Linked DNA regions of Rattus norvegicus: region 2 is linked to region 1. The links are chromatin contacts, called in public Hi-C maps. All regions are on one chromosome and are shown on one strand. Each heading gives the region's core, a stretch centred on a gene start, on an enhancer-like site or on the middle of the called end of the contact. The rest is flanking DNA. Distances are from core to core; before and after follow the strand shown. Region 1 holds the start of Nae1 (NEDD8 activating enzyme E1 subunit 1). Region 2 holds the start of Cmtm3 (CKLF-like MARVEL transmembrane domain containing 3).

Region 1 (7,033 bases), core at 3,370-5,869:
GAGCCATCTCTCCAGTCCATAAGACAACATTTAACAACCATAGCAAACGTGTGGTACAGGAGCTGACATTAATGTGGGGGTTGCATGACAACATAATTGAGAACTTTAATCAACCATACTTCGCATGATATAATCAGTATTACTAAGCTTTGCCTTTCCAAACTCTTCTGTTACTTCTTTCAAACCAGGTAATTCATAAAACAGAAAGTCTAGGGATATTCATCAACATTAAAGAAAATGCGTTAGCAGAGTAGAGCAGCATGCACCTCTTGTCCCTGCCACTCAAGAAGCTCAAGCAGAAGAATCTTTTGAAGCAAGTTCAGGGTCAGCCTGAACAACAAAGTGAGGCCCTATCTCCTTCAAATGCAAACATAAATAAATACATAAGCAGATAAGTAAATAAAGGCAGCATCTTGCATCTAAAACCTAGTCTGCTCTCAATTTCATTTCTTCAAGTGATACAGATCCAGTACATTTAAGATCTTGCCATAAGGTATTTCCCCTGTGACATCTACAAAAACAAGCAAAAATTTTATCAAGGGAAATTACTTATTATCATCTGAAAAAGCCTCACATTGAGTTCTGCAGAAGTGCTTTAAAAGATAATTAACAGTTATTACTATTGCCCTTGGTTGCCTTCAAGTCACTAAAGGTTAAGTCCCTATTCCTCAGGACACCACGCACCTCAGACACAAGACCTGGAGAACCTCAGCTAGGTTTGACTTGGAAGCCTTCTGTAGGAAGACCAGCTTTTGTGATATACAAACTTACAAGGCAGAGAGCTTACAGACAGAACTTACAGACAGTTCTTCTAGCTGTAATAGCTATGAATCACAAAGGGGATGACCAACATGTCATGACAACCATGAGGGGGCAGTAGTGGTCCTCTTATATTGACTGTAACCAACAGCTGTCCAGTTGGACTTAAGGCTTGCTCAGCAAGAGAGAATAACTGTTACTGTAAACCTAGCCAATGACCCAGGGCTAGAGGCCTCACAGATGTTCATAGAGAAGAATCTGTGGCCATCATTTTACTAAATCAGCTAATTCCTAAGCATTCTAAATATTTATCCTTATGCCCACAGATAAATATAGTTATCACTATTCATCAAAGGAATTTCTCTTTGCAACAAATGGAAATCATTACAGAAAAGCACAACTGGTCAAAAAGCAGGGAACAGGTGACCAAGGGGTGCCCAGCCTCAACTGATACACCCACAGCACAACTTCTGTACCTAAAGCTCAGAGGGCGTCAAGGAAGGGAGGGGAGGCAGAAAGGTTGTAGGAGTCAGAGGGCCAGGAAATCTGCTGGGAGACTACATCTCCTAGAAGTGACGGGGAAGGTACATCCATGGTACCACAATAATGTGGCTGCTACAACACCATCCCACATGCTAACATGGAAGGAGGAAATCTCATGAGCCCACACACATAGAAAAAGAACTACAGCAGCTAAGGGATACTGAGCACCAAATCGTCTCCTTCACAGATGAGTGCCCAATTGATTATCAAATAACAAGTGATCAGCCTTAAGATCATATACACCTAGCTGACACAAAGTAGACTAAGCATGTTGTACTTACATATTGTGTGTGTGTGTGTGTGTGTGTGTGTGTGTGTGTAAGTGTAAGTGTAATAGCAAAAAACAGGCCGTGATTTCAAGAAGGACCAAGGGGTACATGGGAGAGATTGGAAGAGGGAAAGGGAAGGGGGAAATGATATATTGTTTGATGGAAATATATATATTATATATAAACAATATATTATTTAATTATGATTATATAATTATAATATAATATTATATTATATACTTATATATTTTATAGATTTTATAAATATATATTATATCATATATATTTTATAAAAATTTTATTTTATAAAAATATATAAATTAGGGGTTGGGGATTTAGCTCAGCGGTAGAGCGCTTGCCTAGGAAGCGCAAGCCCCTGGGTTCGGTCCCCAGCTCCGGAAAAAACAACCCCCCCCCAAAAAAAAATGTATATATTATATACTATATTACATATTATATTATTATAATATAATTATTATATTATACTATATATTGCATCATTATAATATATAATATATAAATATATAATAGCTGATGAACACCCTAATTTCTAATAGGAAGATTAAGAGATGCATACATTAACAACACAGAGGTGCAACAAGAATTAGAAGTGCATGTTATAACCTGATTGATACCGGCATATCACTACAAGGCAAAGTTCATGATCACACATGTATCATAATTTTGGGGCCAATCTTGCCACCTTTATTCCCCAATTCCTTGACACACATACATACCTTTCAAAATCCCAACCAACTAACAGTCTACTATTTTCTCTTCAGAATGGGAAGACCAAATTATTTGAAAATGCCATTGCCACACAAATACTATCTATCAGATGCCCGGGGAATGCAAAAGACTTTGAGGAGCTTGCCCTGTCACCAATATAAATAAAGCTTATCACCACAAGCTGCACCACTTCATTTTCCATTTACTGAGCACCCAGTCATCACTTTAAAGGGTCCCAGACCACGCTGCTGGCACAGAGCTTTGCCTAGAGCTGGCAAACAGAAGAACAGCTTGGAAAAAAAATCAGAGACCAGAAAGAGACTTTTTCTTTTCCATGGGGGCACAGTCTTATCTGAGTAATAAATGGTTGGGTAGGTGAAGAATGAGCCCTAGAGTACTGGTCCATCCATTTTCTTGTTAGCCTAAGAGCCAGGACTTGATCACTGGCTGCTACCTGCCTACTCAACTTTGTCTCTGCTTCCTTCTGACAGGGCTACAGCAATAAGCAGCTCTTGTTATGACAGATACAATGTAGTACTTTAATGAACAGGACTCAATAAAAATCCTCTTCAGGTGTCCTAGTAACCTTAAGTATCTTCTCGGCTTTGCTGCCTTATCCTTCTACCTACAAGAGTATGTAAGAACTCATAGTTGTTATAGGGGTTCCACTACCTCATTTCTCTCTCTAGAAGCTTGGACAAAGGATGAGCCTGAAAAAGCTAGATGACCCCAAGTTGAAAACATGTATAACTCTAGGCAAATTACCTAACTTTTACAAGTCTTAGTTTCCCTATCAGTATCAAAGGACGCCTGCCTTCAAGGATGTTCTCAGAACTGAGTGCCCAAATCTCTGATAGAGTGCCAACGAGGTGGTCAGCACAAAGAGAAATTCCCATCCTTAGGGACACGGTGTAAGTTCTCTTGGGATCAAGAGGGGCAGGAGGGTAGCAAGCACTTTTATACCCTCCACTGACACAACACACTAAATACACTCAGTAAGTAAGGAATAAGGTGGAGAGAGACAAGGATGGAAAAGTAATCCAAGAATCCACCTGATGGTTTAGATATTCCCTGTCCATTAAGGTATTCACAAATGGTTACTGAGTACTAGAAACGCAACAAGCATGAATTAAAGTATTCTTTATGCGTGTGTGTGGGGGGGGGGGGGTACTTGATTTATAAGTCACTGTGAACAACAACAAAAATTTAGCTTGGTAATTTTAACGGTAATTACGTTGAAATTGTAGTATTTTTGGAATACTGTTATAAACACTATTAAATTTGATTCTGGGATTGGGGGATGTAGCTCAATTTGGCAAGCGTTCACGATGCCCAGAGTTCCACCCTCAGCACTTAATAAACTGGATGTGATGGTCCACACTTGTAATCTCAGCTGTTGGGACAAAGAGGCAGGAGGATTGCTGCAAGTTAGAGTGCAGTCTGCTCTACATCGCAAGTCCAGGCCACTCAAGCGTGAAAGACAGAAAAAAGGGAGGGAAGCGCAAAAACTTATTTTTGAGCCTGGCCTGGCAGTGAACATTTGCAATCTGAGCACTTGGGACTTGGGACGTAGATGCCTGAGTTCAAGACCAGCCTGGACTGAATAAGACCATTTCTCAATATAAAAGGTGGGAGGGGGAAGGCACTAGTAGCAAAACTTATTTTCTGACTCTTTTTACTCTCCCTGTCCCCAATGTCTTCCTATGGAGCCTAGACTGGCTTTCTCCACCTGCCTCTGCTTCTCAAGTACTGGGATTACCACGTCCGTCCGGCTTCTTTTAACTTATTTGAAAGGTGTCTAGTGTAAAATGTATAATTACGAACAGAGATTGCTCAGGTGAAACTAGCATTATGCGCGGACGTAGAACAATACCTGACAGGGCGCAGCACACTGCGGTCGGGGTCGGAATGGGGCACTCCCGACCCCCTCGGTTAGCGAACGAGTGTGGACTGCTGTACCGTGCAGCCCAGATTCGCGGAGACACCGTGCACCTCCAACCGCGCACAGCGTGGCGGAGCCGTGCGGGAAGGGGCGATCCGGCCTTCGCCCAGCACTTTGCCCAGTGGCCAGAGCCCAGAGCGCCGGCTCCCCACGCCCCGCACGGCCAGGCGCAGCGGCAGGCCTGTGGGAGGCCGGCCCACGCCGCCTAGGCTCTTAGGCCCCGCCGACCTCCGGAGAGCCTGCAAGCCCGCCGGCTTGCTTACTCGGAAACCCCGGCTCACCTCAGCTGCCGGTCGTACTTTTGCTCCTTGAGTATCTTCCCTTGCTGAGCCATGGCCGCGCTTGCCCCACGATCAGCAGAGCCGCGTAAGTAGGCCTCCACCTACTCGCCCTCACGCAGGCGCATTAAGAGCCTTTAAGCGACCTCCTCCTACGCGCCGCCAGTAGGGGGCGCCGCAGCAACACTGCGCAGGCGTCACTGGGAAGCCGGGGAAACTAGAGGTAGAGTTCCACAGTACGTTTCTCTATACCTGCGGTAATTGTGGAGAACCCCGTCTTTTAAATCAAGTGATAATCCTTATCACTGATAAACTTTAATCCTTTTCTGGGTGAGTTCACAGTTCCTGAGAGTCCGCCAAGAGGAACAGTAATACACCAGCATACTTGTATATTGTATATTCTATATAGAGAAGCTAGCCTGATGGGTAGACAGAGAGGCCTCAGTGCACTGCTTCCCTCCAAGAATGGTCTCCGTGGTGACGCAATAGAAAAAGTCTTTTGAACAAGATTCAACAGCATTAGGTGACAAGTGAAACGTGGATGGGGGAGAGGGGGCGGTGTGTGAGAAGCAGCTGAAGCTGCCTGTGAGGCCCATGAGCAAGGAGGAAATTAACGCTGCAGTTGCCACCATTGATCCACGTGACACAGGATGACTGTCCTGTGGTGGCCGATGCTAAGGGAGGAGCTTATGAGCAAGTTGAGGACAGGAGGTAACAAGAGACTCCCTTCCTCTATCTCAAATCCTACAGGAGTCTCCAGATTCATGGTTGCCATATCTGCCTGCACATCCCGAGATTATTATCCCAGCACATGATGATTGTACATCCCCACACACAATCCCTCTAGCCCTGTGGGGTTGGGGGACCAAAGAGATGGCTCAGTTTGACAGTAATGTTGCTGTGCTAACAAATGCACTTCCCCTGGGCACGGTGTCAGTACCAAAATGAGGGCACAACCTGCTGTGACTTCCCTCCCCAACCCCTATGGAACCCAACTGGTGGGAGAGAAGGGGACAAGGCTTTCCCAGCTTATTATATGTGTCCCTTGTCGCATTCTTTCTCTAGTTAAACAGGTGAAACGTGAGAGATAATAAAATCCATCCAGGGAATGTGAGAAGGTCAAAAGTGAAAGGTGAAAGTTCACTACATAGCCTCTCTCATGCACATTGTCACCAGGAAAGGAAAGGTCGGCAAATGTAATTGGAAAGAACTACATGAAGGTAGGGGAAAGTGGGGAGGGGGGGCGCAGGGCAGAGGGTGTTGCACTGCCTGCAATTGTGTGATTTTTGAGAAGCATTCAGTTGTTGTTAACGGTAAAAGGATACCTCAGAGCATGCATTTCTTATAATTTTTTAATATTTATTTATTTATGGGTGCATGTGCAAGAATGCCACGGTGCACTTATGGAGGACAGAGGACAACTTGCAGAAGTCACTTCTCCTCCCTCTCTCTCAACACAGGTTCCAGGAATAAATCCAAGTCTTCCAGTTTGGCAGGAACCTTTACCTGCTGAGCCATCTTGCTGCCTCTCCTCTAAGGAAAAATTATTATTCTTAATTGTGGACATGTGTGAGGATTCACATGCGAGTGCATTAACTATGGGCCATCCCCCTGGGATAGGAGTTGCACGTGGTTGTGAAACATTCAGTGTGAGTACTGAGCAACAAGTGCTCTAAACTGCTGAGCCTTTTCTCCAGCCCTTTAAAAGAATGGGTGCAGAGGAAATGAAAGAAAGGGGGAAGAAAAAAATTAAAGAGGGGGTTATCACTGTAGTCACTTCCGTTAAAAGAATAAAGCAGGGCTGGAGAGATGGCTCAGCGATTAAGAGCACCCGACTACTCTTCCAGAGGTCCTGAGTTCAATTCCCAGCAACCACATGGTGGCTCACAACCATCTATAAAGAGATCCGATGCCCTCTTCTGGTGTATCTGAAGACAGCTACAGTGTGCTCATATGCATAAAATAAATAAATCTTTAAAAATAAAAGAATGAAGTGGGGCCTTTGTAGAAGCAAGCTTTAGCCCATGTGTGAGGAGGACAGGGTTAAAACATTTGGGTGGAGGTTTCACAACGTGGTGGGGGGTGGTAAAAAGATTTTAATTCCCTTTGGTAAGCAAAACTTTCATAGTGTTTTATGGGAAAGACTAATATTTAATGGGTTTTACATGTTCAACCTGCTTCACACAGAGAGGATAGGCTTGGATTGGGGGAGGGAAATAGCCCAACTGAAGAATTAGAAAAAAAAATATTCTGATATTTCTGGTCAAGCCCAATTCAAGTCTGTTATTTCATCCATCCTTACTGATCTCTATCCAGAGACATTGGATCTATAGTTGTGGGGGTGGGGGACTGAGGACAGCCTGTTGCCTGTGAGAGAAAGAAAACAGTATGTGTATTGTTCTGCTTGACCTCTAGCCTTCCCTGCTGCCCTTGCCACCTTTGCTTTCCTCCCAGGTGCTCATTCACGCCTCCCCTAACCTCATGAGCAGCCTGAGGCAACAGTGATCTACAAT
Region 2 (7,033 bases), core at 2,640-5,139, 180 kb before region 1:
ATCAGGGTTCTTTCCAGCTTCTGGCTATTATAAATAAGGCTGCTATGAACATAATGGAGTATGTGTCCTTGTTATATGTTGGAGAATCCCAAGGCAATTCTTATAAAGGAAAGCATTTAATTGGGGCTGGCTTACAGTTCAGAGGTTCAGTCTATTATCATTATGACAGGAAGCATGGCAGCATGCAGACCGGCAGGGTGCTGGAGAAGGAACTGAGAGTTCTATATCTTCGCAGCCAGGAAGAGACTCTCTTCTGCACTGGGCAGAGCATAAACATTGAAGGAGACCTCCAGGACTAACCCTACAGTGACAGACTTCCTCCAATAAGCCCATACTTACATCCAACAAGGCCACACTTCCTAATCATGCCACTTCCCATGGGCCAAGCCTATTCAAATTACCACACATATGTGTGAATATGGTACATGTATGTGTGTAAGGTGTGTGTGCCTCTGCATGTAGAAGCCAGAAAGGGGCTTCAAGTTCCCTTCTCTATAACTTCCCACCTATTCTTTGAGGCATAGTCTCTCCCTGATTGTAGGGATATCAGTTTCTTCCCTAGGCTGGAAGCCAACAAGCCCTAATGATCTAGTCTCTACCCTCCTTGGAGACAGACTTAAAAACATGAGAAGAAAGGTCTGGCCTTTACTGAACCAACCCCTACCTCTAGTCCCTATCCCACCCCTTTTTCAATGTTCTAATTTATTTGACATTCCCCTTTGGTAAGTTATGTGTTCGAATCTCTGGTCCATTTCCTTATTATTTAGTTTCAATTTACAGCCACATTTTAAAAGAAAGACTTAGTTATTTTATGTATATGAGCACATTGTAGCTGTCATCAGACACATTAGAAGAGGTCATCAGACCCCATTGCAGATGGTTGTGAGCCACCATGTGGTTGCTGGGAATTGAACTCAGGACCTCTGGAAGAGCAGTTAGTGCTTTTAACCTCTGAGCCATCTCTTCAGCCCTATAGCCACTTTTTACAACATAGATTAGAAGTGGGGCCCTCTCTTAGAACTCCCACGTGTTTTCCTAGTGTACTGTGAGTGAAAGCTGTGGCAAGAGTCTCATTCTCCTAAGTCCTGCCCCAGACAAGGCTAATCAATGCTCTCCTTTCATTTTAATGCCAGTTGGCTGTCCTCTAAACCATCCAGTAAGTCTCAGAACTGTTTTATTTTTATTTATTTAATTTTGAGGGTGATTGGGAACCTAGTTTTAGCCTACTGAGCCATTTTTTACTTTTATTTTAATATGTGTTTTGTCTGCTTGGTTGAGTGTACCATGTCATGCAGTACTCAGAGACACCAGAAGGGGATGTCATCACCTTCTCCCTCGCCTGGAAACTGTCAGATGGTGGCGAACTGCCTGCCCAGTTAATGCTGGGAACCTTTGAAAGAGCAGCAAGTGGTCTTAACAGCTGAGCCACCTCTCCAGCCATGCCAGACCTCATCTTATTCAGGGCTAACCTGGTGCAGCCTGACCCCTACCCTAAGCTTCTGGGTTTTCTTCACACCCTGAGTTTCTTGCACCACTTCTGGATGTAACAAAGGAATATAAGGAATGTCTCCCTGGAGAAAACACGCTGCCTTACCATCCGTGGAGGAAGCCTTTACTAGGTAAGATGGCAGAAGTGGAGGCTGGAAAGACTGCATGCAACAGCATGCTTGCTGCCTGAGGACCACAGCTGCAGCTGAGTTGGATCCCATATAGTGGCAATTCTAGTTCTGGGAAAGCAGAGACAGAGTATGTGGGGCTCGTTGACCACGTGAGTTTTGTGGAAATCCCATGTGCTTCAAGTTCAATGAGATATTGTCTCAAGAAATAATAGGAGAGTCACCTGTGAGAATTCTGGAGTTTCGGTCCCTTTAGAAAACACAGAAATAGAATTCTAAGAATATGTTTTTGCTGTAATCCCAAGCGTGGGATCTGGGAGGTGCTTCAGATCGTCCACAGCAGCTAAGATTTGCCTCGTGCTCTGGCAGGGTGTGGCTTTGCCAGCTGCAGATAATGTATGCAATTGTGTGACATTTGGCATTCTGGGGACATCTCAGAGGGTGTATACATGCTAGGGTCCCAAGAAGCGGGGTCGGCTGTTGGTTATTGTTGGTTGCAGGTTGTGCACAAAGAAGAAATTAGATCTCTTGACAGCAAAGCTCAAACTTGCCCCAAGGAACTCAATGCCCTTAATCAGCAGGAAGGTCTAATAACAATGTCACCTCTTTCCAGCCCCTGACTTTATTCAGGGATCTCTTTCCTTTTTCTTTCACTCTCTATCCAGTTTTCTCTCTTATCTAGTTAAAGGGTTAAAAGAGTGGAGGGAAAGGTATGGAGAAGGGTGGAAGAAAGAAGAAACCACAAAGTAGCCAAAGACAGCTATAATCACCCCTGGTCTCTATCAGCACCCAGACACAAGAGAATGCACGCACACGCGCGCGCGCGCGCGCGCACACACACACACACACACACACACATCACGTGAATGGTTAGAAAGGACAGTTGTAAAAAGTCCCCATGGCAAGAGGAAGCATCAATTTTCCTGAGGGCACAGTGGGAGGGAGCATGACTAGTGACTTAAGTTTATCTAGCTGACAAGGAAGAAAGCAGCGACTTCTTGAAGAGCCTCATAGTAGTTATGGGGGGCAGGAGTGCAAACTTAGTGGTAGTTAGAGAGCATCCGGGATGGGATAGTGGTGGGGGAGAACAAGGACAATTCCAGATCTCTGGTTAGTCCAGTAAGGAATAAACCCAAGCCTGAGGCAGCTAACAAAAGAGGCCAGGAAGAAGGACGTGCTAGCTGAGGCCTGACAGGGAGTGTGACCTGAAAAATAGAAGAGGAAGATGGGCAAGCCAAGGAGTAGAGGAAGCGTGGCCTGGGAAGTAGTAGGAAAACTCCAAGAGGAGCCAAGAGGGAGAAAGCACTCTGCAAGTGGAGAGGACTGGGCGGGAGTGGTGGAGGGGGGATCCTGGAGTTGTCTAGGTTCAGAAAGTGCCTAGGGTAGAAAGTTATTTCGTGCTTAAAGAGCAGAATGCGGAGCAGGGACAGGTGGTCGGCCTCGAAGCGCTCAGGGCAGATAAGTGGGTCTGTGTCAGTCAGGGCGGGGTAAGGAGACAGACGACACAAGAAGACTCCAAGCCAGCAAGCCACACAGAGCAAACCCCGCAGCTGGGGTTTGAGGGGGACTGGGAGGACCTAGGTACAGAGTCAGAGGGGGTGGGACGGAGCGGAAATAGTGAGTGGGGGAGGTGGGGAGGTGGGTGGGGAGCATGGGAAGGGGTGGGAGAATAGGGCAGAAGATAGGGGGAGCAGGTAAAGGAGGCTGTGAGAGACTGGGCACAGAGAATGACCGGGATGGGCTGGGGGGAGAACCAGTATGGGAGGTGTGGAGAATGAGAAATGACCGGAGGATAGAGGGCCAAGGATGATCGGAGGGGCAGTGTGGTGCAAAGAACCACGGGTGGGGAAGGGAGTAGGGGGAAGGGTCCGAGGGTGCGCCGGGGTCAGTGGGCGGGACAGGACGGAGGGGGAACTGAGAATGGAAGGCCAAGGGGTCGGGGAGGATCCTAGCGCCAGTGAAGAGGCAAAGGACGTAAGGGGAAATAGAGAAGACAGACTGGACTAGGTCTGAGAGGCAATGAGGAGTGGTTGGAAGGATGGGGCAGGATATGGGCAGGGGCAGTGGGGGAGGCGCAGATGGGAGGATCGAGGGGACGGATGGGTAGGGCAGTGTCCCAGAAATATGGGGCTACGTAGAGAATGGACGGAGGGAGAATGGGCGGGGCAGGGTTCGAGGGGCAGTTGTGGGTGGGGATGGGGGACGTGGGGGCGGGGCAGTGGAGGATGAGTCCCGGGCCTAGTCTAACTCAACTTTTTCTTCTTCCGCACAGCGGGTTTCCGCTTCCCTCCAGAGCGGTGGGTGAGACTGTGAGGCCGAGGCTCGACCAGATAGCGCCGCTATGTGGCCCCGGGACGCAGAGCCAGAGCCCGACCCGGAGTCCACGCATGGCCCCCGAAGTGGCAGGACAGTGCCGGGGCTCCGAGCCCTGTTGCCCGCACGCGCCTTCCTCTGCTCTCTTAAAGGCCGCCTCCTGCTGGCCGAGTCGGTGAGTGCGCGTGCTCCCCGGGTGCGTGAAGCCAGGTCCCCGCGCCCCCCAGCCCCGGGCCTTGCATCTCCAGCGCAGGGAAATCGCGTGAATTTGGGCCACCGCCCCCAAACTTGCTACGGCTTTTCTGTAGCGAGCTCGAATCAGAATCAGGCCCGAGCCGTGGTTTTCCTGGCTTCTCCAACCCACGAGGCCATCGAAAGGGATTAGAGACCAGGGTTTGGGGACCTGGACCCCGCTAGAGCGGCAGTCCGGCGGCTGTGTGACCTCGAGCGCCTCCACCCTCTCTGGGCCCCCGGGACTGCTGCGCTCGCTCGGCTCCTTCTGGCCTCGCCCGCTCTGCACAACCTCCCACCTCCTCTGTGGAGACGTAGCGGCCTGTTTGATGAAGATCCTGCGGAGTGGGATGAGCCCCCGGGGAGTGGGTGAGGCCGGGGCCACGTAGTGAAGGTGCAGGCAGACCACTGTCTCAGGGTGGCAAGCCAGCGGGTGACTTCATGCTCTTCTTCCTCCCTCCCGCACCGTACTCCTTCCTCCTCCTTGCTTGTCCCCACCCGGATAGGAAAGTCTCCTTTGTCCTCCCAACACTCCAGCATCATCACGTGTGGGGCGGGAACTGGCATGGAGCCTATGGAGATTGGGAGAGGGGTGGGAGGAGGGACGGTGGAAAGAGGAAACAGCCCATGGTGACAGCCACTTGTTGCTCAGATTTCCTAGCAACTTAATATCCGACCCGTTCTCACTTAGAGTCGGAGATAGAAGAGACAGTGGTTTTGCTAGGAAATTTGACAGGTGACCATCTAGTGGCCTTGAGGATAGATGGGGGCGGGGGTTCTGCCCTTGTACCCCATGACTTTTGAAGGAGGCGTCCACCCTAGGACACCAATAGAACCTAATACTTTGTTCCTAAGCGAGGTACCAAGTGTACCTAACGCCCATTCTCTAACTGGCCGTTTCAGATCTCTGGGAGCTTCTGGGGGCATAGGGCGGGGACTTTGAATCCACTGGCCACTGGCTTCAATCCTACCCTACCCAGTAGCCCTTCATGGAAAGGGGGTGAGTGCCAGCCAGCCAGAACTCACAAGATGTCCTTGCCCTAGCTGGGTGCCAGAAATCCAGACCTAGGAAAATATGAAGGGTAAGGGGCAAGCTTATAGGGTATAGGGGAGCCACCCCTAGTCATTCCTCCCCTTGGTCCCGTGCAAGTAGGGAGTCTAACCTGGATAGAAAGCTAGGGGAAGCAGCCACCAAGAATCAGGGCATGAGAAAACAGGAATCAAGGGGTGGTGTGTGTGTGTGTGTGTGTGTGTGTGTGTGTGTGTGTGTGTGTGTGTGTGTGTGTGTGTGTGTTGGGGCAGGGGAGTGTCACCAGAATCAGACTTTCTTAAGGAGAATGGTAACAGAAAGAGGAGAGGTATAAGAGCAGCCTTTGACAAGGAAATACAGTAGGGGCTGATGGCAACCTCAGAAAGCCTTTCTCTAAGCCTTAAGTTTCCTGTTTTCCCAAGGGAAGCTCAGCTTCCCCCATGATATGTTCAACGAAAGGGGTGGGAGTGGGGTTGCTGAGATCAATTCATTTGTCTGAAGCAGCCATGGTACCTCATGCAGGACTCCTGGGTTTCTCCTTAAACTGCTGAGCTATAGATGGACTCAAACCCATCCACAGTGATAGATAGAGAGGCTGTGAGTAGCACCCAAGTGGTTGTCAGAAGCAGAGAAGTCCAGAAACCTTAGCAAGGATTGGGCTTGAAGAGCCACTGACCTATCTTCTTCATCTTGTTTCCATGCCATGCACAAGTCTGCAGTAGTGAGCCTTAGCATCCTCCATACCTAGAGCATTGTGGCCCAGGCTTCTGGTGGGGTATAGCTAGCCCCACCTTTCACATAGACTGGGAATGGTGCAGCAGGAACCCTATGTCTTTACTCTCTCCAAGAGAGTTATGACTTTGTTGAGATTGGGTTTCATGTATCCCAGGCTGAGGAGGACTTTGAACCTCTGGTCTCTCTGCTTCCCCTCCCAAGTGCTAAGATTCCATGCATGTACCGCCATGCCTAGTTTATACAGTGCTCTGGATCGAACCCAGAGCTTTGTGTAGCCTAGGCAAGTTCTCTACCAGCTGAGCTGCAACCCCAGCCTCATGCATAGCTATTGTTGTTCTTTTCATGAAGACTCGCAGATGCAGGAGTGGCAAGACATCTCTATCAACCCCCCTGCATCGCCGCACCTGAACTGTGCAGTGGCTAACATTGCTCAGCCTTCTCTATCGCCCGTTTCCATCCACCTCCCTGTGCTTTCAGTCATTCAAACTCAACTGTAGATGTCAGTACGTCTCCACCGCAACCACTTCAGCATGCACAACATCCTTAATGAAGTTAGGTTTACCTAATTAGGTGTTGGGTGTGACGGTTTGAAAGCAGTAGATTTTAGCTCCGGCTCGCCCCCTTGTGGACACAGCTAAGCTGGCTATGTTCTGTCGTAGAGCTTAAGAGTTCAGCAGCCCCACAAGCACCCTGCTAGGGAGTCTGGGGCTTCGAGATGGGGTCCTAGCAGGGATTCAGCAAGGTATAGGACTCGGGGTTATGTCCTGGGCTGGGGGTGGTAAGAGGGTTTGAATATCCTTGCTCTTCCGCAGGGCCTTTCATTCATTACCTTCGTCTGCTATGTGGTATCCTCGGCATCTGCCTTCCTCACAGTGCCTCTTCTGGAGTTTCTGTTGGCCATCTACTTCCTCTTTGCTGATGCCATGCAGCTGAATGACAAGTGGCAGGGCTTGTGCTGGCCCATGATGGTAAGGATCAGGGGAACCAGAAGGAAGGGGTTGGCTGTCACCCAAAGAATCTAGGGTTCCACATTTCAGCCCTACTGTCTGCAGCAATAGTGAGCAGTTTGAAAGCTTCAGATAATTCAGGACACTCACACAACTCCACC

The links. Hi-C and Micro-C count contacts between places; a contact is called where the count stands out from the background.
Region 2: a Hi-C map of Schwann cells shows a contact between it and region 1, with 3 times the contacts expected there. The contact joins the promoter of Cmtm3 here to the promoter of Nae1 in region 1. A contact is called at or near these places in 4 of 12 Hi-C or Micro-C datasets (the A7r5 cell line, the Rat2 cell line, Schwann cells and 1 more).

What each region holds. Positions count from the first base shown.
Region 1 is chr19:450,048-457,080 of GRCr8, reverse strand. It overlaps Nae1 (NEDD8 activating enzyme E1 subunit 1), which reads right to left and starts at 4,619. Exons shown (of 20, transcript NM_032072.4): 1 at 4,524-4,619. The coding sequence starts at 4,576.
Region 2 is chr19:632,724-639,756 of GRCr8, reverse strand. Cmtm3 (CKLF-like MARVEL transmembrane domain containing 3) reads left to right here and starts at 3,889. Exons shown (of 5, transcript NM_001106164.1): 1 at 3,889-4,104; 2 at 6,738-6,893. The coding sequence starts at 3,958.